5 separate regions of the Mus musculus genome follow, and regions 2, 3, 4 and 5 are each linked to region 1. A link is a contact called in public HiCAR-type and promoter capture Hi-C data. All regions are on one chromosome and are shown on one strand. The core of a region is the stretch at or near the end of the contact, and the rest is flanking DNA. Distances in the headings are between cores, read along the strand shown.

The links. Promoter capture Hi-C pulls out the DNA fragments that hold promoters and counts their contacts. HiCAR-type assays count read pairs that join an accessible place to other places.
Region 2: a HiCAR-type map of astrocytes shows a contact between it and region 1, with 3 times the contacts expected there. The contact joins the promoter of Efcab7 here to the promoter of Jak1 in region 1. A contact is called at or near these places in 3 of 39 promoter capture datasets (the HPC-7 cell line and pre-B cells) and 1 of 115 datasets of contacts at active chromatin or transcription factors (astrocytes).
Region 3: a promoter capture Hi-C map of pre-B cells shows a contact between it and region 1. The contact joins the promoter of Wdr78 here to the promoter of Jak1 in region 1. A contact is called at or near these places in 4 of 39 promoter capture datasets (the HPC-7 cell line, liver, neutrophils and 1 more) and 4 of 115 datasets of contacts at active chromatin or transcription factors (astrocytes, cardiomyocytes, large pre-B cells and 1 more).
Region 4: a promoter capture Hi-C map of liver shows a contact between it and region 1, with 3 times the contacts expected there. The contact joins the enhancer-like site here to the promoter of Jak1 in region 1. A contact is called at or near these places in 7 of 39 promoter capture datasets (the C10 cell line, the HPC-7 cell line, liver and 2 more), 1 of 484 Hi-C or Micro-C datasets (CD4 T cells), 3 of 115 datasets of contacts at active chromatin or transcription factors (bone marrow-derived dendritic cells, large pre-B cells and thymic regulatory T cells) and 2 of 9 other capture datasets (adipose tissue and liver).
Region 5: a contact with region 1 is called in a promoter capture Hi-C map of liver, with 3 times the contacts expected there. The contact joins the enhancer-like site here to the promoter of Jak1 in region 1. A contact is called at or near these places in 7 of 39 promoter capture datasets (the 3T3-L1 cell line, 3T3-L1-derived adipocytes, frontonasal cranial neural crest and 3 more).

What each region holds. Positions count from the first base shown.
Region 1 is chr4:101,262,612-101,266,754 of GRCm38.p6, forward strand. Jak1 (Janus kinase 1) reads right to left here and starts at 2,671. Exons shown (of 25, transcript NM_146145.2): 1 at 2,431-2,671.
Region 2 is chr4:99,827,931-99,831,757 of GRCm38.p6, forward strand. It overlaps Efcab7 (EF-hand calcium binding domain 7), which reads left to right and starts at 1,515. Exons shown (of 14, transcript NM_145549.2): 1 at 1,515-1,624; 2 at 3,463-3,650. The coding sequence starts at 3,464. Itgb3bp (integrin beta 3 binding protein (beta3-endonexin)) reads right to left here and starts at 1,228. Exons shown (of 9, transcript NM_026348.4): 1 at 1,153-1,228. The coding sequence starts at 1,157.
Region 3 is chr4:103,112,747-103,116,673 of GRCm38.p6, forward strand. Wdr78 (WD repeat domain 78) reads right to left here and starts at 1,553. Exons shown (of 17, transcript NM_146254.4): 1 at 1,364-1,553. The coding sequence starts at 1,410. It also overlaps a transcript of Mier1 not described here.
Region 4 is chr4:102,582,375-102,586,584 of GRCm38.p6, forward strand. The region is part of intron 6 of Pde4b (phosphodiesterase 4B, cAMP specific); the gene reads left to right. Among named protein-coding and RNA genes, the nearest start is that of Gm52667, 15 kb to the left of the region's middle. Within about 2 kb of position 2,372, at least 24 of the 459 cell types and tissues checked have an H3K27ac peak or open chromatin away from gene starts, as enhancers often do.
Region 5 is chr4:99,957,104-99,961,332 of GRCm38.p6, forward strand. The region is part of intron 1 of Pgm1 (phosphoglucomutase 1); the gene reads left to right. Among named protein-coding and RNA genes, the nearest start is that of BC062258, 29 kb to the left of the region's middle. Within about 2 kb of position 2,273, at least 20 of the 459 cell types and tissues checked have an H3K27ac peak or open chromatin away from gene starts, as enhancers often do. A contact at or near this core is called in liver, where this site is marked.

The DNA.
Region 1 (4,143 bases), core at 1,421-3,920:
ACACAGAGAAACCCTGTCTTGAAAAAAATATGTGTGTGTGTGTGTGTGTGTGTGTGTGTGTGTGTGTGTGTGTGTGTGTGTGTGTATACATCTCAGACAGTAAATCTAGCAGTGTATCATCTCACTAAATTATACTAAGGATATAGAGAATATGTGTCCTCAGTGGGAAAAAAGAAAGCACAGAAAGTCTGGCAGCTAGAAAACACAGATCCTGTCTGACCTTTGCTCAGCTGTAAATTGTTTTCGATTAGTACAATTATTTATAGTGTTCTCTGTATAAAAATGAGTTTAAATCTACATATATTCTACGTAGTTGCTTCATTTGTATTTCTCTACAAATATATGTGTTACTTAAATTATTCAGAATAAACAGAATGATGTCTTCAGACAACATTAAAATCTGTAGCTGGTAATGTGCTGTTGAAATCAGTCAGTCTTCTTTCGAATCACTACCGTTCATAAAGTCAAACCTCTCCAAACTGGCAGACCTCACAGTCCTTTTTAAAAGCCCTGAGGTTAAGTTCCCTTGTGTAATTTAAGGCAAGCACATTCCCGTAAAAGCAACCCTATCCTCAAAACTCCATATTTTTCACTAGCTTTTTATAGCAGGTGTCCGAATTAAAGTATTTTTACAGCCTAACTCCTCCTAGCACCTTAAATCTGTAAAGGGTGGCTACCAAGTGGCCAGAAAGATAATGATCTTCTGGGTAAGACAGACTGATACTAACACCTGCCTAAATTACAACAAAATAGAATATGTTAGGAAATGTATTTGCTATTGTACCAATACCTAATTTATTCTCTTTCTAACATCTTTTCCCAAAGCCAGTAAATTGTGTGCTGTGAAATGGGACTGAAACAGAACTAGCTGTATTCACTGTAAAGGATAACAAAAAAAATCTAAGCAACTCCCTCCCCTAAAAAGTACAGCAGTGTAGACAAACTGAAATACAGTTCAAGTTAATATGATACTAGAATTAAGTTATGATTACTATTTGTAATGTTCACACTCCCTCTAGGATGATGTATCTGTTTCTTTCTACATGATCTCAATCCATACAGAAGAGGCATTTATTCCATTTTATAAAGCATGTTATACCAGAACTGTCTAAATGCTGGCCTGCAGTCTCCATTAACCTTCACCATGATGCACAAGAGAACAAACCGATCACTCAATAAAAAAGTATCCCCTAGATGTTGGAAAACTGAAGCCAGGGATGAAATGACTTTGCACACAGGGCCCCAAGTCTAATTTTTTACCTGGTAACCACACATGATCTCTCAACTTGGGTACTACTGACTGACATTTTGAACAAGATCATAGTTGCTCCACATAGCCCCAAATTCCAGTACTTGGAAAACATCAGAGTCCCCACAAGCAAAAGCAATAGGCAACACAAAATGTGGTTTTTAGAAAGGGAAGGTATAAAAATTTAATCAATGCAAAATGTTCATTTAAAAAGAAAAAGAAAAAAGTTTTTTACACCACCCGTAACTCAAACATTTTCTTTTTAAACGGGGAAGGCAACACCCAAAGACTAGATAATTTTATCTGTCTCAGCATTCTACTTATTTAACGGCCCAAGTTTTTAATGCCTTCTTCCCTGAAAGAAGTAAAGGTAATTTTATACTACCGTAAATACCTGCGACTGAGCTCTATGACTGGGGAGGAATTTTAATAGCATGGATACTGATGTATCCAAGCAGAGGCAGAAGACAGGTCACAGCCATGAATTAAGACTATTAGGGCCCAGTCCTAGTTCCCGAGAAATCACAGAGGATACACCTCCGAAGGGGGCACACAGGCACCAGGAGATAACCACACCTCTGGTCTAGTCTCCCTAAAGAACTCCCTTCATAAACACTCATCATCCTAGGAGCCTGGGAGTGTCTCCAGAGGGGTGCCTACTGCTTCTGAGTCGACGGGGGCGTTCGTTCGCGCGGAACCGGAGCCAGGAGTTGGGGAGCCACAGACACTGGTCCCAGTTTCGATGAATCGGGTCCCTTCGGGTAGGACCTATAGTCGTCTCTCCCCATTCCCTTCACCCATGGCCCTCCATCATGCTACATTCCGGCAAGCTGCGGTTCGGAGTTCCCGGGGCGCGCCCCCACGCAGACCCAAACCCCAAAAGTCCCCCACCCCCGCAAGAGCTGACCAGGGGTGAACGCGGGCCACGACCCTCGGCGAGTCCTGCGGTCCGGGCTGTTGCGGCGCCAGAGGCCGTCGGCGCGCAGGCCGCGGGGCCATAAACAGGATGTCGGCGGAGCGGGCCGCTGTTAGCGGAGCGGCCCTCCCTCGCCTCCCGGCAGCCCCGCCGCCTGGAAATCCCCGCCCCGGCCGCCCTGGCCGCTCGGCCGCCCGGCTCCGCGCCCCTCTCACGGTCCCCGAGCTGGCCACGGCGGTCTCCACCTCCCCACCGGGACACTCACCACTTCCGTGTGCGCCGGGCCGCGCGGCTCCTTGGCGCAGGGTCGATCTGGGTCAGGAGTCTGGCAGGCAACTCAGCCTGCCGTGCAGGGTCCGGCGTGGACACCCGCGGCTAAGGAGAGGCACCGAAAGGACGAGCGAGGCTGGGCGCGGACCCCGCGGCGCGTCAGCGGCTGCCGGCTACTCCGCGGCTGCGGCGGCCTGCGCTCTAAAAACGCACCGGCGCCCCGCCCCTCCAACTCTGAACGATCACGCCCCTTGTACGGCCCAGCCCCCGTGACGTCAGAAGCTGCTCCTACAATTGGACAGAGCCAAGACCCAAGACTGAGGACCTTGGAGTCCCCGCCTGCCCAGGCTCGCACTCCAGCAAGTGTCTCCGCTCGCTTCCGCTTACCAAGTAGCTTGTGAGAATTGAACTCAAACTGGACATACTGGCACACTTCTTTAATCCCAACACTCCGGGAGGCAGAGACAGGTGGATCTCTGTGAAATGACCTGTCCCCCCACCCCGCCAAAAAAAAAAGAAAAAGAAAAAAAGAAGAGAAGAGAAGAGAAGAGGGGAGGGGAGGGGAGGGGAGGGGAGGGGAGGAGAGGGGAGGGGAGGGGAAGGGAGGAGAGGAGAGGAGCGATGAAATCACTCACGCAGGGAATAAGAATTTGCCCTCTGGAGCAACCTGTGCCCTTGGAGGCATTATCCGTGCCCTGTGTGTTTACATCTGCCCCATCCCAGCCACTCTAGAAGATGGTTCTGGAAAGACTTGCCTAGCAAGAACGAAAGTCACTTTGTCAGTTGTTGCGATAAAATATTTGACAAAAGTAATTTAAGGAAAAAAGAGTTTATTACCCTGTACAGTTGGAGCGAACACAGACCATCATGATGAGAAGTCGTGATGACAGAAACTTGAGGTGGAAAGTCACATTGCGCGCATGCTCAGGAAGAAGAGAGGATGAATTCTTGTGTTAGCTTTCTCCTGGGTATTAAATCCAGGACCACAGTCCATGGAATGGTTCTGCCCACAGATAAAGTGGATCTTATCTCCATTACCCTAATCTAGATAATCCTCAAGGGCACAGCCAAGGGGATAGACTAGTCTACAGAATCCCTGCGCAAAGCAAGTCTTCTAGGAGACCCTAATCTAGGTAATGTTGAAGGGCATGGCCAAGGGGTAACCTAATCTAAACAATCCCTCACAGGTATAGCTGATCTCCTAGGTGATTCTAATAGTCAAACTGACAATACTAACCATCATGAGGACTTAACCAGAAACAAAACCTCCGGCTTCCACGAGTTTCTTCAGGCCCAGCCTCTGTTCTGTGGTGTAAGAGCTCCAAAAGGAGCAGGGGAGAGAAACAAACTATGGAAAAGAGTAATAAGAATTAACATCCATTCCTACCTAATCTGTGTCCAGTGCTTTTGAGTTTTCATTATCATAATCTTTCACAGTAGGTTTGTTCAGTCTTATCCTATCCACAAAAACAAAATAAACAAACAAAACCCTGTAGCTCTCAGGTGTCTTCCATTCTGGCATCTTAAACTTGTGGGGTGTTTGCCAGAGAAGACCTGATCAGACATGGGCTTAAGCCTTTAGAAAGACTTTCTTAGCTGACCAGCAACTACAGTGGGTGTTCAGGATCCCAGTGTAGACCGGAGTCTTTCTCAGGGTGAGCTTGTAAGCACAAGAACCATGCCCTGGGTTGACATACTTCAGTTAACA
Region 2 (3,827 bases), core at 265-2,764, 1.4 Mb before region 1:
TGCTAAAAATATGGGATGTCAATGTACTTAATGAAACTCTTCTAATATAACAACATCTACTCATATATTAAAGTTGCCAGTTGCCAGAAAAATATCCACTTCCAATAGATTTTGGTTCCTCACTTCTGTAAACAGATCAGGAACATAGTTTACACACCAAATTCATTTTCATTCTTTTCCTGCTTAAGTTTTGTTCCCTCATCTTTGCCAGCAATGTTATAATAGACATTTTTCTAATGCATTAAAAGATAAACCTTTTTAGAATGGTGAGTTAATAAATATTGTTATTTCCGAAGGTCCTCCTTCTTTTATGTCAGCTCATATCTTACACAAGTATCCCCGATAATATCTTAGTTTGCATTTTACTCAAACAGGAAAATGTTACCCTAGCAGGAAGTACCTAAATCAGCCTGGTACGGGGGTAGCCAAAGAAGTATTACAAGAGTTAGGTCTTCCTCCTCCCTCAAATTCTTTAAAAAGACCCTGTTTTTTTTAAAAACAAAACAAAACAAAAAAAAAAAAAAACCTGTTTATACAACCGCTAACTGTGCTTTATATAGCCTATGTAGGGTAGCCGAAGGGTAGCAGTCTAGCACAATACCCATCTCTACTATGGTCATTTTCGGTAATCACATTATTGGGGTTGGGCTGTAACTTAAAGATGACCCAATACAAACCCACTTTTTACTTTTTTCAAGCTTATTTTTATAAGTAAGAAAAGTAAATCACTTATTACTGAGTTGCTAAGTGATAATCTTAAGAATCTTTCAGTGCCTGAAATCCATTCAGTCCATGAAATCTCTCCCGAGTTTCAGAGAACTCACTACACAAATGCTTAACAAGCATTTAAAAATTCTACAAATTACAGAGAAATGTTTACTTAATATACTCTTTCATTCTTAGTCATTTCAAGTTAGACATTACTCAGATTTAGCCCGCAGCTTACACAATGATGTGAAGTTTTAAGAGTCAAAGAAGTGTTGGAAGGGTAGAGGTAGGTTGGGAATACCAAGCATCCCGACGCTGTCAACAGAGAAAAGTTTATAGAAATAAAAAAGACAAGGTGACCATGGGACGGCATACTCTTCCTGTATACTCTTTTTGCTCATAGAGGGCCCACAAAACAGCAACGTCTGGGGAAGGGATACCTACGGCATTTCGGGACTCCGTTGCTGGACAGAACCAACTGAGAAACCGCAAACGCGGAAGCATAAAAAGCCCGCGTAGTAAGCGCTGGATGAGGTGTCACCCCGTATGCAGCTCGCCGGAAACAGTCTCCGCGCGAGAAAGAGCCTGAACGTGTTCAAGGAAATGGTGCAGGGAGTCTAAGGCCAGAATCCATTTAGCCCCAGCCGCATGCAGCGCACGACCCTCCTCACTATTGTGGACATGCCAGCCTCGCAACAGATAAGCTACAATGCCATGGCTGTTCTCTCTCGGTCAATGGTCCACAAATCTCTGGTCGGAGCGTTTGGAAGGTGCTCTGCCTCTTATTTCCGGTGGCGGCGAGGCGCAGTTGCTATGGTAATCTAAAAAAGGCGGAGGTCTGTCCGGTTGCGCCGAGAGGTTCGCGGATCTACTAACGAAAATTGGCTGCTCTTCTTGGTTTGTGAGCTGAAATTAGGTAGCCACCAAGCCTCTCTCTTGCTCTGTCGCTCGCTCTGCTCTTCATTGTGCGGCCGCCTCTCCCATCTGCTACGTTTACTTCTGTGTCCTCCTAAGAGCCGGTGCATGCCCCGAAACACACAAGGGGATGCAGCATCGTGGCCAGAGGAGTACAAAAAACGGAGAGAGCTTGTCTGGGATTAGTTGTGACTGTTTCACGGTGCAGCGACGGTGACTGGATGGCTCTCTGTTTTCATTTGGCCCTTTAGACGCCTTAGGCGCTTTTAACAGTTTATTTTTCCTGCTTATTGTGTGCCTAGTTATTTATGGAGCCGTTTGCTACAATATACTCTCCAGGCCCCTGTCTCAGACTTGGGCTAGAATTTTAAATAAAAGGTGGTTTCCGAGCCCTAGGGGTGCAATTATATATTTATTTAAGCTTCAGTTTGGACTGTCTTCACAGGAAGGGAAAGAATAGAATTCTGGAACATTTCTGTCCAGGGATTTTCATGTGAGAATAACCCCATTTGGAAGGAGCACTTGAAGATCCTTAAAAATGTTTTTAAATTGCTTGCTGTAAGCCGAGTGCTTGCTCTTCCTTATTGGAATAGTTTTCTTTCCCGTTTGTGAGATGGCGCGCACGCATATGTGTTTAAAACCGATGTTTAATTATGGTGATACCAATTTGCAGTAACCAGACTGTGACACCACATCCCTATGGGGTCCTTCTAAATCTGGTGTAATATGAAAGTGTCAGGCAGGCGGTCTGTGTATTATAAATAGGGTACTTCATCCATGATAAGCGATTATTATCTTTCTTTCCCAAGTGTAAAAGACCTACATAATTCAAGAAGGTGCCAGTGATTTAGGCCTCCTGAGTATGAATCCAATGAGTCCTGAAGGGGACCCTACCTGTGTCATCTTATTGTTCAACTTGAACTATTCAATTTATTAGATTGGAATGTATTTTTAGAAGTCAACGCAGGATAAAGCAATGTTGGAAGCCATTAGACCACCAGAACAATTTTGCCCTGCATAGTAGCCTTTGTTCAATAAACCTTCATTCACATTAAAAGAAGAAATGACTGAGATTTCACAAATTACCACTGACTGGGTGACATCTCTGTCCCTCAATTTCATCATCTGTAAAATGGACAAAAAGTGCCTGGTCAGTGTAGAAAGGATTAAATAAGACGTTTGATTGTATATTAATGTCTTATGAGCAGACATGCTGTATAGACACTAAATATTATTACTAGTAAAGGAACTTTATAAAGCTCAATGTAATCGGTGGAACTTCAAATATCCAGTGATTTGACATGAGCTGTATTATAGAAATGTGAATGAAATGATAGTTAATCCTGCTATGGGGGGATCCAACTGCAGTTGATTTGCATTAAAAAAAAAACCTCACTGTTGGGGAATTTCACTCCATGTATGTTTTCTTTAGCATTTGTGTGTCCTGAAGTATTCTGTATGTTTCACATTTGTGAACTGTTGTAATCTTAACAACCCTGTGAAGTCTCCCCTGAAGTCTTATTTTGAGATGATGCATGTATGCATTTTCTTTGTTCTGATTCTTTTGGATTATGCTACATCATTGTTCTTTAGGATATCATTGTATATTTGAGAAATTATATACAGTGTGTATATCTATCCATCTATAATTAGAAATCAGTTATTAAGGACTTATTCTACTTAACATTTAAGTTCATAGAGATGTTATAATATTTATCTTTTTTATTCTATATATGCAAACTTTAATACCCTAGTACGCCACCCCATGGTGGCACATTTGCATTTTAGGTGATTTACATCGACGACTAAAGTAAAAAAAAATTCATTCTTTTCTAGCAGAATGGCCAGCAACCCTGGAAGTGATGCAGCTTTGGGTACTCAGAACCCACTGCTTTCTGGGAGTCCTCGAACAAAGAAATTCCCACTAACTGAACAGGAGGTGTTTTATATGAACTGTAGAGCCGCCTACTTAACTATCTTCAAAAGCAGCTTGGAAAACATTATTTCTAAAGATCAACTTTACCTAGGTAAATTTTTTGAAGTTGAACATTTTCTCTTATTTATTAAAGTTAATAGAATGAAAAGTTTGAATTAAAATTACATCATCAAATCATTCTAATTTCACAGTGAAACAAGCAAAAGAACTTTAAGAAACAATAGCTGTTTATCTTCCAAATTTTATACGTATCTCTCATCTATTTATC
Region 3 (3,927 bases), core at 303-2,802, 1.8 Mb after region 1:
GTTTTGTGCAGACTACTATGTGGAGGGTGTTGGCAAGCAGACGATTCAGCCAGCTATTCCAATGCAGAAATGACTGTTAGGTCTGGAGAGCACAGCTACTTGACGAAGTGAAGTGGCCCTCAATGCTTGGCAGTAAAGATGCAGGACCCATACCGAGGAAGTGCAAGGGTTGCAGTTTAATGAACTGGGATGGCTGCGGACTGGAAACAAAGGGGCAGTAAATTACAGCGCTGAGGATGAATTTCGAGCACACTGGGTGTAATTGCTTCAGTTTTGTTTTCTTGAGAGAGATCTTGAAGAGATAAGAAAACTTGTGAATCATGCATATACTTAACTTTGAAAGGCACAAGGCAACAACGAAGTGAACCACCTGCCTCCACAACACATATTTAGGAAGGAGACAGATTAGTAAACTATTTTGAAAAAGAAGGCCAGGCCAGGTGGCCCAAGCCTTTATTTAATCCCAGCACTTTCAAACCAGTTCCATATCAGCCAGGGCTACACAGGGCGAAAGACCCTGATCTATAAACACAAACAGACATTGATACATAACAGCAGAAACTAGCCACGAGCCTAGTGAAGATTGAAAAATGTCCTATTAGCTAACTGAAGCATTTCAAAACTCAGTAAAGTAAGTGGTCATTTAGATCAAAGCTGGTGACTGGCTAGTTAACAACTAAAGTGCCAACCGACTGTTGTAAGCTATTGGAAAGCGCTTTTTCGGAGAAGCGATGTAAGGCTGAGCACTTAACTCAAGGGCAAATGCAAGGCTCTCTCCTCAGAACTTTCAGTAAGTTCAAAGGGCGAATTAGCTGAGAGGATGTTGGAAGAAAAGATGTGGCTGCTCTGGGAAGACCGCAAAACCACTGAAATGTTCGAGCATGAAAGGGGGAATATTTTAATGAAAATTCAAACCACTTCCAAGTTCAACGCCACACGAGTCCACATTATCTTTGGGCCTTTCTCCTAGCTTAGCGGCATGAACTAAGCAGTTAAGAGTCTTAAGGTAAGCTGGCAGAAAGAGATGAAAAAAAAAAATCCTCTGCTGGCGTACATATTAAAATTAGCTTTGGTTGCTCAGAGACCAAGGAGCCAGAACACGAGACAGCTTGGAAGTTGAGAGACCTAATGAAAGAATACAAGAAAAAGCGCTTGGAAGAAATAGGCAGGGTGGTCCTCGACAAACTCCGGTCTAGCACGGCAGCGGGAGTTTTTACACAGACCGAATCAAGCCAGAGGATCCGGCGCTGCCTGGGGGGCTCCGCGGGATCGAATGCGTTGGGAACCCCTTTCCAAACCGAAGGGCTGGCTGTCTCTCCGGGATCTAGAGGAACGGGCCACACGGATCTAGTGCGGAACTTACGCGGCGAAGCTGGCCTGCTTGCGGGTGCTCGTCGGAGAGCTATGCATGGTGGTGACTTTTTAGACCAGGGCTCGGCGCCCCCTTCCCCAGCAGGTTCGGCGATGCCCGGACTCCCAACTGCCCGCTCAGCAGCTCAGGAATGTTTGCCGGGCGCCATGGCGACCGCGGAGCCTGGCTCAAGAAGCGGCCGCGCGGTTGGCTGGCCGCTCGAGGTGGAGGAGGAGGGCGGAGGCGGAGGGGAGGGTAGAGGGTTGGTGGAGCTGGAGGAAGCTCGGGCGACGATTCGGAGGAGGCGGGCGGCCCAGGCCCTAGGCCCCTCCCAGGCTGCGAGTCTCCCGGCTGCAGGCGGATGGATGGGGCGTCTCCAGGCGGCGGCGGCAGCAGCGGAGGCGGCGGCAGCAGCGGCGGCTGTAAGTGCAGCCTCCACAGACCATCTTACCCATCCTTCGATCGGGAACCGGGGCCCCAGGGGCGCTCGCAGTCTCCTTTTCCCCACTTCCCCTCCCCCCACGGGAGAGCGCCGCCCGGAAGACTCCTAACTTCCGGGGCGGGGCTGCCCGAGTGTACCGGGAGGGCTGGCGGCTTGGAGGCGCTGCCGTCTGGCGCGCATGCGTAGTTTCCGCCCCGCCCCTCCCCGGTCTTTCGGCCTTCGCGGTGGCGGCGGCGGCGCCCAATCTTCGCCGCTTCCGCGGCGCGCCGGGATTACGCTGCGGAGTGAGTTTGCGGGGCGGGCAGGCCAGCTCCCGCCCTTTTCGGTCGGCCCTCGCTCCGCGGCAGGGGTGTGGCTTCCTGGCCACTCCCCCGTGGCTCCACCTCTGTGCCCCTGATTTCTCTAGCTGTCCAGCCAGTTGAGGTTGGCTCTCTTAGCAGAGCATCCCTTGAGGTGATAGGCGCAACCTGGGTCAACCTGCCGTTGTCGGAGGGAGCTAGAGGGGCGAGAGACTCAGAGACAGCATTGCAGGGAACCAGCCGCTCCCAGTGCCTATCTCCCCCGCGAGTGGCCTTATTCTTTTAGCTTGTAATGTAGATGCTTGCTGGCCTGGTTCCCATCTCTGGTCCTTGCATGTTGTGTGACCTTGGGCAAGTCTCTTCCCCCACTCCCGGGGAGGGCTTCAGTTTTTCTATTAAACCTCAATTTTTGTAATTTTGCAGAAGACCTTAGGCAATTTTAAGACCAGCTAGGTTTCTAAGACCGCTTAACGGAGATGACCCGGAATTGACTAGACTTTTCTCAAATCATGGGTGAAATACAGAAATGTAATTATTGGGTTCTTTGTAATCTTTAGCATTGCTTATAAATTGCAGGACTCAATCTTTGTTTCATTTTGCTGAAATTCCCACGGGGCGGTTGACCTGGTTCTGGGACATCTTTTGAAAATGTGAGACTGAGTGAGCTTGAGGTAACTGTCTCTGTCTCTTTGCTACTGAGGCTTTCTTTCCTTTAATCCAGATGGTGTGGTGGCTCGATTCTCCCAGTGCCTGGCTGAGTTTCGGACGTGGTTAAGAACCAACTGGTTGAGGTTCAATGCAGACAAGACGGATGTGATGCTGGTAGGCAAGGGCACGACTGGAGATGAAGGGAGGGCAAAGGCAAGCTCCCTCATGTAATAAAAACATGATTATTGTCTGTGCTGGTGTTGTAGGCGTGCTAATGGCCAACCCTTCCAAGACTTTGGGTGATATAAAAGTGACATCAGCAACGTTAAGATTTATAACTAGTTTGCAAATATTGATAAGATGATAAAATAAGGCCACTGGATGAAATTATATGAAAAAGATTATGAAAGGAACCCAAACTATCCTTTGAAGGGTCAAATTTCTCTACGTGTTTTAGGATGGCATTAATAAAAGAACAAAGGAAAAGATAATTTCTGTTGGTTGTGGAGCCTCCATATGTAATGTGCTGCTGTGCTTTGCATCCTGTAGTCCTGCCCACTAAAGTCAAGATAAGTTCAGAGGTCATTGAAGAAGAACACCATTCTAGGTACTTTGTCTTCACACATACAGTGTAGGCTGTATTTCCTAAGAAAAGTTTTAGGAAGGAGTTCAGAAAATAGTTTTCAAAGAGGACTCGTGGACTTGAAAATGTTACATGTATTTCTTGATGTACTTTGAGAGCTACTCTTTGAGTTGCATAAACAGATATGCCTAGAAGTCACAGACATATTACTAGTTTTTGAATCAGGTGTTGGTGCTGAATAAAAGGTTGTATATCTTAGGCAAATGTAAGTTGTCAAGGTAGTTTTTGTTGGTTGAAGTACTAATTGAAGTCTAATTGTGATCCTAAGTATATTTGTTAGCAACTAGATATCTCGGGAGAGTGTGTGTGTGTGTATTTGTGAGTGCATGCATGTGTGTGCATCGTGCATGCATACACATACATGCACTGTCATACATATGTCCCTTATAGCTACTGTAAGTTGTTTAATAACTTTTTTATAGTATTGGAGCTTGAACCCAGGGCCTCATATGCTAGGCAAGTATTTTACCACTGAGTTCTACCCCAAGCCCTCATTTTATGTTTGCATTGAGAATTCAGTAATTGCCATGAAAAAAAAATACAC
Region 4 (4,210 bases), core at 1,122-3,621, 1.3 Mb after region 1:
GGAATTTTGCAGTTAGTTATGCAAGCTACTCTCAATAACAAAAAGAGATTTGTTGCTAAAGAGCCACAAGAAACTTCCATGAAGCTGTGAACCCAAAGCCTGAGATTAAAATCAGAAATAAAGCCTAGCTTCAAGCATGAATTCCACGGCTTAGAGCGCCCACTAGGTCACATACATATGTCCTTCCTAGTCGTCCCACTTTAAAGGTGGACGTCCTTGGTCTCTCGAGGGCGCAATAACTTGCATAGTTTCCTAGACTAGGCTACAGCATAAGTGTTTATTTCCAGATTTGAGAGAACACTCAGCTGTCTCTGTATCATGTGTTATAGAGGCTACTAACTTCTCTGATTGGGCTTCCTTGGTGCTATTGAAGTCCACTAGCAGGGCAGCCTAAAATGAATATTCCCTCTTTTCATGTAAAAGTTAGATGTCTATCTCTGAAATTGTCTCTATCCCAACAGAGCTGTACATCTTAGGAATACATTGTGGTGAAAGTGTGCATCCATCTGGCCTAAAGTATTGCAGCTATCCCAGAACAATATACAGGATATATCTGTCTCTTCTAATGGGATACAAATTATCCGAGACATGTGTTTTCATCCTTTAGAGTTTACAAATAGGTCCAAGCCTTCCATTTGTGGCAGATTTTCCTCAATTCGGATGTGTATAGTCCAACATGAGGCATGCCAAAATACTAAAAGGGACAAGATGCATGCTTCCAGGAGAGAAAAGGATAGACCTGTGTAACTCAGGGTTTCGATTTCCTTGGTAGGCCCCAGAGTTGACTTTGAAACGTGACAGACTGCTGGGCTGTCACAGTCCTGAGAAACGTTAATTCAGAAGAAGTGATTCGTAAAGCAGCTTTGAAACCTCCCATGTCTCATGTATCAGGGACTATAGAAGAAACACTAGCTGAAAACAATATAACTAATGTCAAATACATTATAGACTCTAGGAAAGACAAGGAGTAATCGTTAGGAAAGTAGAGGAGTAATCTCAAAAATAAGTTATGGCAGATTTGCATAGCCACAGAAATAGTAGACATTTTAAGAAAGGGGGATTTACAATAACTCAAGCAATTTTGGAGTCTGAAAGTGGGAATCCATTCTTAAAAGGAACTGTACTGTTGGGTGTGGTGGTACACACAAGCCATGAATTTATGAGGTAGAGGCAAGAACTTCCTAGGCAATGTTGCAAAACCCTATCTTAAAAAACCGGGGTCTTCAGATGTAGTTCAGTGGTCAGATGTCTGCCATGACTCATATTTATAGACTAAGAATGTTTCGGTGATGTCCCCCTTGTTCTGTGTAGTTGTCTCCAGGGAGCTGGAGGTCGCCAACCATTGATTTTGTTTTCCACTGGAGAGGATTCAAGACTTAATGATCCATGCATCTGATTCAATGTTTCTATTTTTTTAAAAAATATTATAAGATGTAGGGTTTCTAGCTGAGAAACATTTTAAAAAAGGTTTTAGTCACCAATTTTAAAATCATATGAAAATCTTGAGACTTTGGGGGCGTAAAAGAATAGCAATACTAAACTTTGATTCCTTAATTCTTTTTTTTCATTTGCTGCAATGATTTTCGTCATCTGTTGATTAAGGTGGTTAGCTGGATTTGGCAAAATATCCTTACAGATTAAAAGCAAGAAGGCAGAACGTAAATGTTCCAAGGGTGGTTAGTGTGGTGAGTTGTCTTTCATTTCTCAAAAGAAGGAAAGATCTTTATCTAAGAACTAAAATTTGGATATTTTTAATTAGCTAAAAGCTTGCATAGGTTTCCATCCTGAAAACAAATGTATAACTTTGAATCTTCTTGTGAGATATTTGGATATGTAATATCTGAACTATACATATACTTGAAAAAGTTTTATGTTTAAAAGAGAATCTTATTTTTTTAATCCATCAAACCTAGCATTTTTTTGTTGCAGAAGCATAAATATATATAATGCATCATATAATATAATAAACATTATACATAATTTAGAAATAGTATGTTGTATAAAATGCTGTGACTGTGTTAGCTCTGAGAAATTACTTGCAGTATTTTCTTTTTGTCTATTTAATCATGTCACTGTAGCAATTTGGAAGGAAATGTGGGTCATGAGAAGTTTCTGTAAAGGTTCTTATGGGAATTACTGCAAGGTTAGGAAGGGTCACTTCTCAGCATTCAAATAATGTGTATCATATTTTCTCTCAAAAAGATTTCAGAAACTGTAAAAAGAAAAATCCTTGGAGAGTGAAGGGACTAAGTATGGAGAAACACCTAAGGATTCGGAGAGCTACATAAAGCCCAGTGTCACTGTGCAAAAGAGCTGTATCCTGCACCCCTCCCCTCCCCCTTTCCACTTCTCTGTATGCATGCACTAATGTGTTGTCCCTACTTGGCCTTTCATATGTCACTTGAGCAAACACTCATCTTCCGGCTGGTGAATAGAACTGGCTTTGTTCATCAGAAATGACAGCACTTTGTTGCAAAATTGTGATGACAAGATTCACACTTGCTACCTCGTATCACTGTGTCCCTGGGCATGTAGGAAGAGAAATGACTCCATCCTCAAGCCATTGCAGAAGCGAGTCTCTCTAGTGTGGCCCTGGAGTGATGAATATTACCTAACCTTGTGCCCCCCTCCCCCAGGCCAGAATTTGCTCCCAGTAGAACCTGTTGGCAGGCACAACACTCCCCCTCTCTCCCCACCCCACCCCCTCTGGACTGTGCTCTCTGGCTCAGCTACTCTGGCAAAGGAGGCATGGCCATGGGCTCCTTCTTCCACTCAGTTATTAATTCACCCAGTGCTATTCCACTTGCCTTTCAAATAAGACAAACATGTCGTTAAAGAAACAGGGCTCAGTGTTTTAAAGGAATGGGAAGCAGCACAGTGCCCGAGCTATTAACAACAGTGGAAATTGTGAGTTTCACAAGAGGATTTTTTAAAGAACTACACCATATCCTTGCTCCAGACTTTTCTCCTGTTTTATTTTAAATTCAGATTAAAAAATAAAAATAAAAAAAATTAGGGACTTTAAAATTAACCATCTCACTCAACTAAAGAAACAGAGACCCAAGAAGTCAGTTCATTTTATCTGAGGTCACATATTGCTTGTAGTCCTCTCTCACTAACCTGTGTCACCGTCTCTCCCTCTCTGTCACCCTGAGCGTCTCAGACATGATCTCAAGAGGGATTTTCAGCCCCTCTGCTTTCCTGATTCTTGGGAATTCTTATAACTTTATGACTAACAAGAGTATAAAATATGAGTCAAAAGTCAGTCCCCAAAAGTCATTGTGACTTTAATGAGTTCGGCAGTTGTTTCAAACTGCAAAAACAGGAAAATCCTACACAATAAGGCGCCTGTCTCACAGCTGGGCTCCTACGTAGATGGCCACCCACAGGAGCAATGACTAGGGCTGTCTTCCTCTTTGGCACCTTCCCCCCCCCCCCCCGCACCCCCCCCTGCCTCACTCCCCCCCTCCTTAAAATTTTCTCTCACTGATTTCACCAGGATATCATTGAGAAAAAAGTATCTTTTCAATTCAAAACTTTTCAATTAAAAAACTTTTAATGATTTTAATGATATTTTTAATCATATAGAATCACTGCTAGCAAATTCAGATTCATATAAAAGTAACTTTTTCACAAGCATGATGTTAGTCCTTGTGCCAGCTGCCTTCTGGCTTTTTTTTTTTTTTTCCCTGAGAAACATAGTGCTACCAAGAAGAGCCTTCCAGTTCACCCTTCTATGTGAAGTCACAAAGAGCTCAGGGCAGTGCCTGAAGATCTTTGCACAAACCTTAAGCTCACCTTTTGAGAAAGAATAGAGAGCGAAGACATGTTCTCATCAGTTTAGAAAGAGTGGCTCAGAAACTGGAAGAAAAATTGAACTTATCTGACAAAATTTAATTTCAAGTATTTGCTAAGTAGCCTCTCACTATTGAAAGAAGTCTGTGTTAAGTTTTGGTGCATAGTAAACAACACCATACATTGCCTTACTTATCATTAGTAATACTGGGAACAAAAAAATTAAATTAAAAAAAAAACCACAGATGATTTTTTAAAAAGAATATTCTAGAAAAGTAGTATTAATTCATTTTAAAGTAATAACTCTTTTCTTTCTAAAGCCTAAATGTAATTTCTCAGTAGTGCTTGTAGATCTAGTGTTGGGCAGACCCAACTTTAGGGAGGTGTGGGGAAGTGTGTGTTCTAAGGGTTCATT
Region 5 (4,229 bases), core at 1,023-3,522, 1.3 Mb before region 1:
AGATAACACTGGTGGCCCAAAGCTGCTGCCGAGCCCCCCTCCCCCGTGTGTGTGTGTGTGTGTGTGTGTGTGTGTGTGTGTGTGTGTTTAAAATAATAGTTAAGCTAAAATTTGGAGCACACATTCTATTACTATCTAGAAAGTTTTAAAGTTGTACTTTTTTTTTTTTTTTTTTTAAAGAAATCCTGGCCTGGAGACCATGATATTTAGCACTGCAAACAAATGTGTTGGGCATTCATTTTGAGTCTGTTTGAATGTGCCAAGCAGGTTTTTGGAGAAGCCAACCATAACAAAAGGCATGCCAACAGAGTAAACTTAAGAGGCACTGCATACTGTTGTCTGTGGTCTGGGATTTCAGAATCTGAATGCTTGTCATGTAAAAATTGCTGATAGAGAACTTAAATATGAAATTATTATGAAGCATACACATTTTTAAGATAAAATGTGACGTGCCGTAAATTTCATCTTTGAGGAGCGCCGTTGCTCAGGGAATGGTGTTAAAGATGCTTTAATCTTCTGAGAGGATAAATGGGACATTATTTCTCCATAGACCTAGGCTGTTGAGTGGATCTGGTACACTGTCCCCTTTGCTCTGATAGATTCGGCTTCATTAACGTTTTTTTGTGTGGAACTGAAGGATGTGGGCAAGGTGGATGGAATGAGCGATTCAGGCAAACCCTGCAGACTTTCTCTGATTGACTGTTTGAAGGTTTGCTAAATAATACATTTCAGAGATAATAATTGATTAAATATGGTAACTGCCTATTTGTTAAGGCTGTGGCAGCTTAAGCAATATTTTCAAGGACATTCCATATTAAAAAAATAGCATTGCATTGAAAGCCGTCCTGCTGGCTGGCTGAATCACTTTAAAGACGTTTAGTAGACGGATAACGTGCTCTAATCTGATAAAAATGCCGAGGTTCTAAAGACCTTGCTTAGTTTCTTCTTTTTCTAACATAGTCCACATTCAGACAGCTTTAACATCTCCGGCTGTGGTAGGATGCAGGAAATCTAAGGGAAGGATAGTTATACCGTGGATTTTAGCAAGAGGCAGTGCTGCTTACCATTGTCAGTGGCTACTTCCCCCGTTACTAGTTTATGGAGGACTTTTTGGCAAGGTAAGCTAAAGATAAGGTAGCCTGCCATCTTCCCCTTCTGTGTCCTGGTGCATCTGTATCTTCCTCTTCTTGATTTCCATCATCTGTGAAGTATGGAGTGTAATTAAGCTTCAATAGAAGTTCCTCTTTGTTCTCATTTGCATGGAGCTGTCTACTTTTAGTGGATATCTTAATGCACAAAATGAGTTTTTGGTTGGGCCTGTGCAGAATGCACTTTGTCCCCTGAGCTTTGAACTTGGAGAAAGCTCAGAGGTTAAATAAAAGGACTGTACTTGTAGCTAGCAGGGCAAAGAAAATGAGGGGGCATCATCATCATCTTCCTCCTTTCTCCTCCTCTTCCTCCTCCCCTTTTAAAACAAAGCATGAGAGCCACCAAGCTGTATTTCCCCTTTCTTAGGGAAGGTGGCATATAACATCAGCTTTGTCATGTGAAGCATTTCCAGTGGCATTTATAATGTAGTACAATCGTCATCCCAAACAGAAACTCTGTACCCACTATACAGTCGTTCCCCATATCTGCTTTTTCCAGCAGCCTCTGTGTCTAGCTCTCCCCTCTGCCTCTGCACGTTTGCCTGTCCTGACTCCCTCGTAACATTCAGTCCTGTCTTTTTGTGTCTGGCCTGTTTCATAGCATAATGTTTTCATGTCTCATGCTGGAGCTTGGGTCAGAATTTTATTCCTTTCACTTTGAGTTTTAAAAAGCTTTTGAGCTAGGCGTGGTGGTCAAATCCTGTAATCTCAGCACTGGGGAGGCTAAAGAAATGATTGTGGAGTTTGAGGTTAGCCTAGGAGATGCAGCAAGACAAATAGAAAATAAAACAACTGATGCTGGTCTCACAGACATCTTTCCGATCACTTCCCTATGCATAGAGAGCAATGCCACCTCTGGATATAATAACTAATTTCAAAAAAGCAATTTAATTGTTTTTTTAAAAGACATAACATTATTCGGCGACATAGCCATTTCAGTTGTTTGGGTCAGTAGTGTTAACTGAATTCACATTGCCACGCCACGTCTTTAGAATATTTTCATCTTTTACTGTATCCCACACCCACTGGACAGCTCCTTACATCTTCATCTGCCCCTCTCCTCTACGAAACCCCTGGCAGCCACCATTCTTCTTCCTGTGTCTGTGGTTTTGATGATTTTAAGATACCTCATGTAAATGGCATCCTGCTCTTATCTGTCTTTGAGATATCCCCAGGGCTAATCCATAGTGTAATGTGTGACAGGAATTCCTTCATAATTTGCTTTATCTTTACTTCCTTACTCCACCCATTCATTCACTATAGAACACCCCCCAGTTTGGTTTCTATTTCAAGGCTGAGTAATACTGCATTGTGTGTGTGTGTGTGTGTGTGTGTGTGTGTGTGTGTGATGCATTGTGTATCCATCCTTCCTTCTGGAGCAGGATGTCTGGGTTCTTTCCCCTTTGGCTGTTGTGAGAGAGGAACACGGGCGGGCATATGAGCAGCTGAGTCCTGCTGGATCTTCAGGGATGATTGGGGGTGGGAGGGATTTGGGACAGTGCACAACAGGGCCTGTTTTTTAGCAGGACAGAGTTGTCTTTAAAAAGTGGCTGGGTGAGCTTCATGGTGGGAGGTGGAATGGGGAGGGCTTGCAGTGGTGCAGCCATCGTTAGGAGGAGGGTGCCTGCCCTGCCTTCCTTAGTCAAGGCAGCCCATGGGAGCCTGCTTTAGAACCCTTAGCTCTTCAAGAGAGAAGCAGCCCTGGGTTTTCTTGCTTTGGTTTCCACTTTTAACCTTTTGCACAGTCCCTGCAGCCTGCAGTCATGGCTGACCACAGATCTTACCATAAGGAACAAGAGAATGAAGGGCAGTATGCATGGTGTAGCTTATTGTTCATCAGACCTTCTATACCAAGTACATATAAAATCGAAGGAAACGTTGGTGTGTTCAGTGTGAAAAGACATCTTTAGGTGGCTCAGACAATGACTAGTAAATCACAGTTCCAAAAGGTCCCCTCGGAGAAATCTAAAATTACCTGATTCCTGGCTTTATTTTAAAAGTAGTCACATAGAGAAACCCCTTCAGGGCTGAGATGGTTCCGTCTCCCCTTTCTCTCATATATATATATGCATACATATATATAAAACTAATGTGTTATATGTTGTGCTTCTGCCATGAGTTCTGCTGTGGCCATAGCTCTTTATGCGCAACTGCATTCATGTGCACACACCCACACAAGGCGTACACACACATACACATAATTAAAAATAAAAATGTAAAAGGAGAAATACATCCTCCACCACCAAGTCATCTCCACTACAAAAATCAAACAAACAAACAACAACAACAAAACCCAAAAAACAAACACACAAAACTAATGGGAAAATTAAAAGCAAACGACAAGACGTTCCCGATCCATTCTTTCAGAATAGAATGGGGACACCACCAACTCCCCACATTCTAAGTATTTTCAGTATAGTGGTCCCACACCTCCAAGGACCTGACCAAATGCCTTTCCAACTTGGGTGTTGTTGAAGCAGGTTTCATTTTATGAAGGCAAGTTCAAGAGCTGGGCTGATACCATCGGCTAGAGATGCCCAAGTGAGCTGGGAACACAACTCAGTGCCAGGGTCCCTTTCATGTAGATGGGCAGACCGGGTTCCTCAGCAACCACTCCTCACAGTCTTGTCTTAGGCTCAGGAAGTCACCCAGCTATATCTAATGCGATGAACCACGAGGAATCCCACTAGCTGTAAAAGCCAGACATGCCTGGAAAGGAATGCAAGGTGCATTCTGTATTCTTGATACCATGTGCAATCCTTTTGCTTTTGAAGGGTCTTAATTGCAAAAGCCTTTTCTTTGATTGGAATGCCTTTCACTAGTTAGGCCTATGTTCTTTCTCCCATTGTGGATGGAGAATAGGAATAAAAACGCAGGCTTTCTCACATCCCTCCAGTCAGTCCACATTGAGAACCTTCCCCAGATGGACTGTCACACATGCACTGTGTTCTTGCCTTACAGCACCTCAGTGTATGGTTCCAAAGCTACAAAGTTCCATAGGGAAGAAGGGAAAGGAGGGAGGGCGGGCTTTGCTCAACAGCTCTGTTCTGTCTCAGTAACATGGTAGAGATATCCAAGATG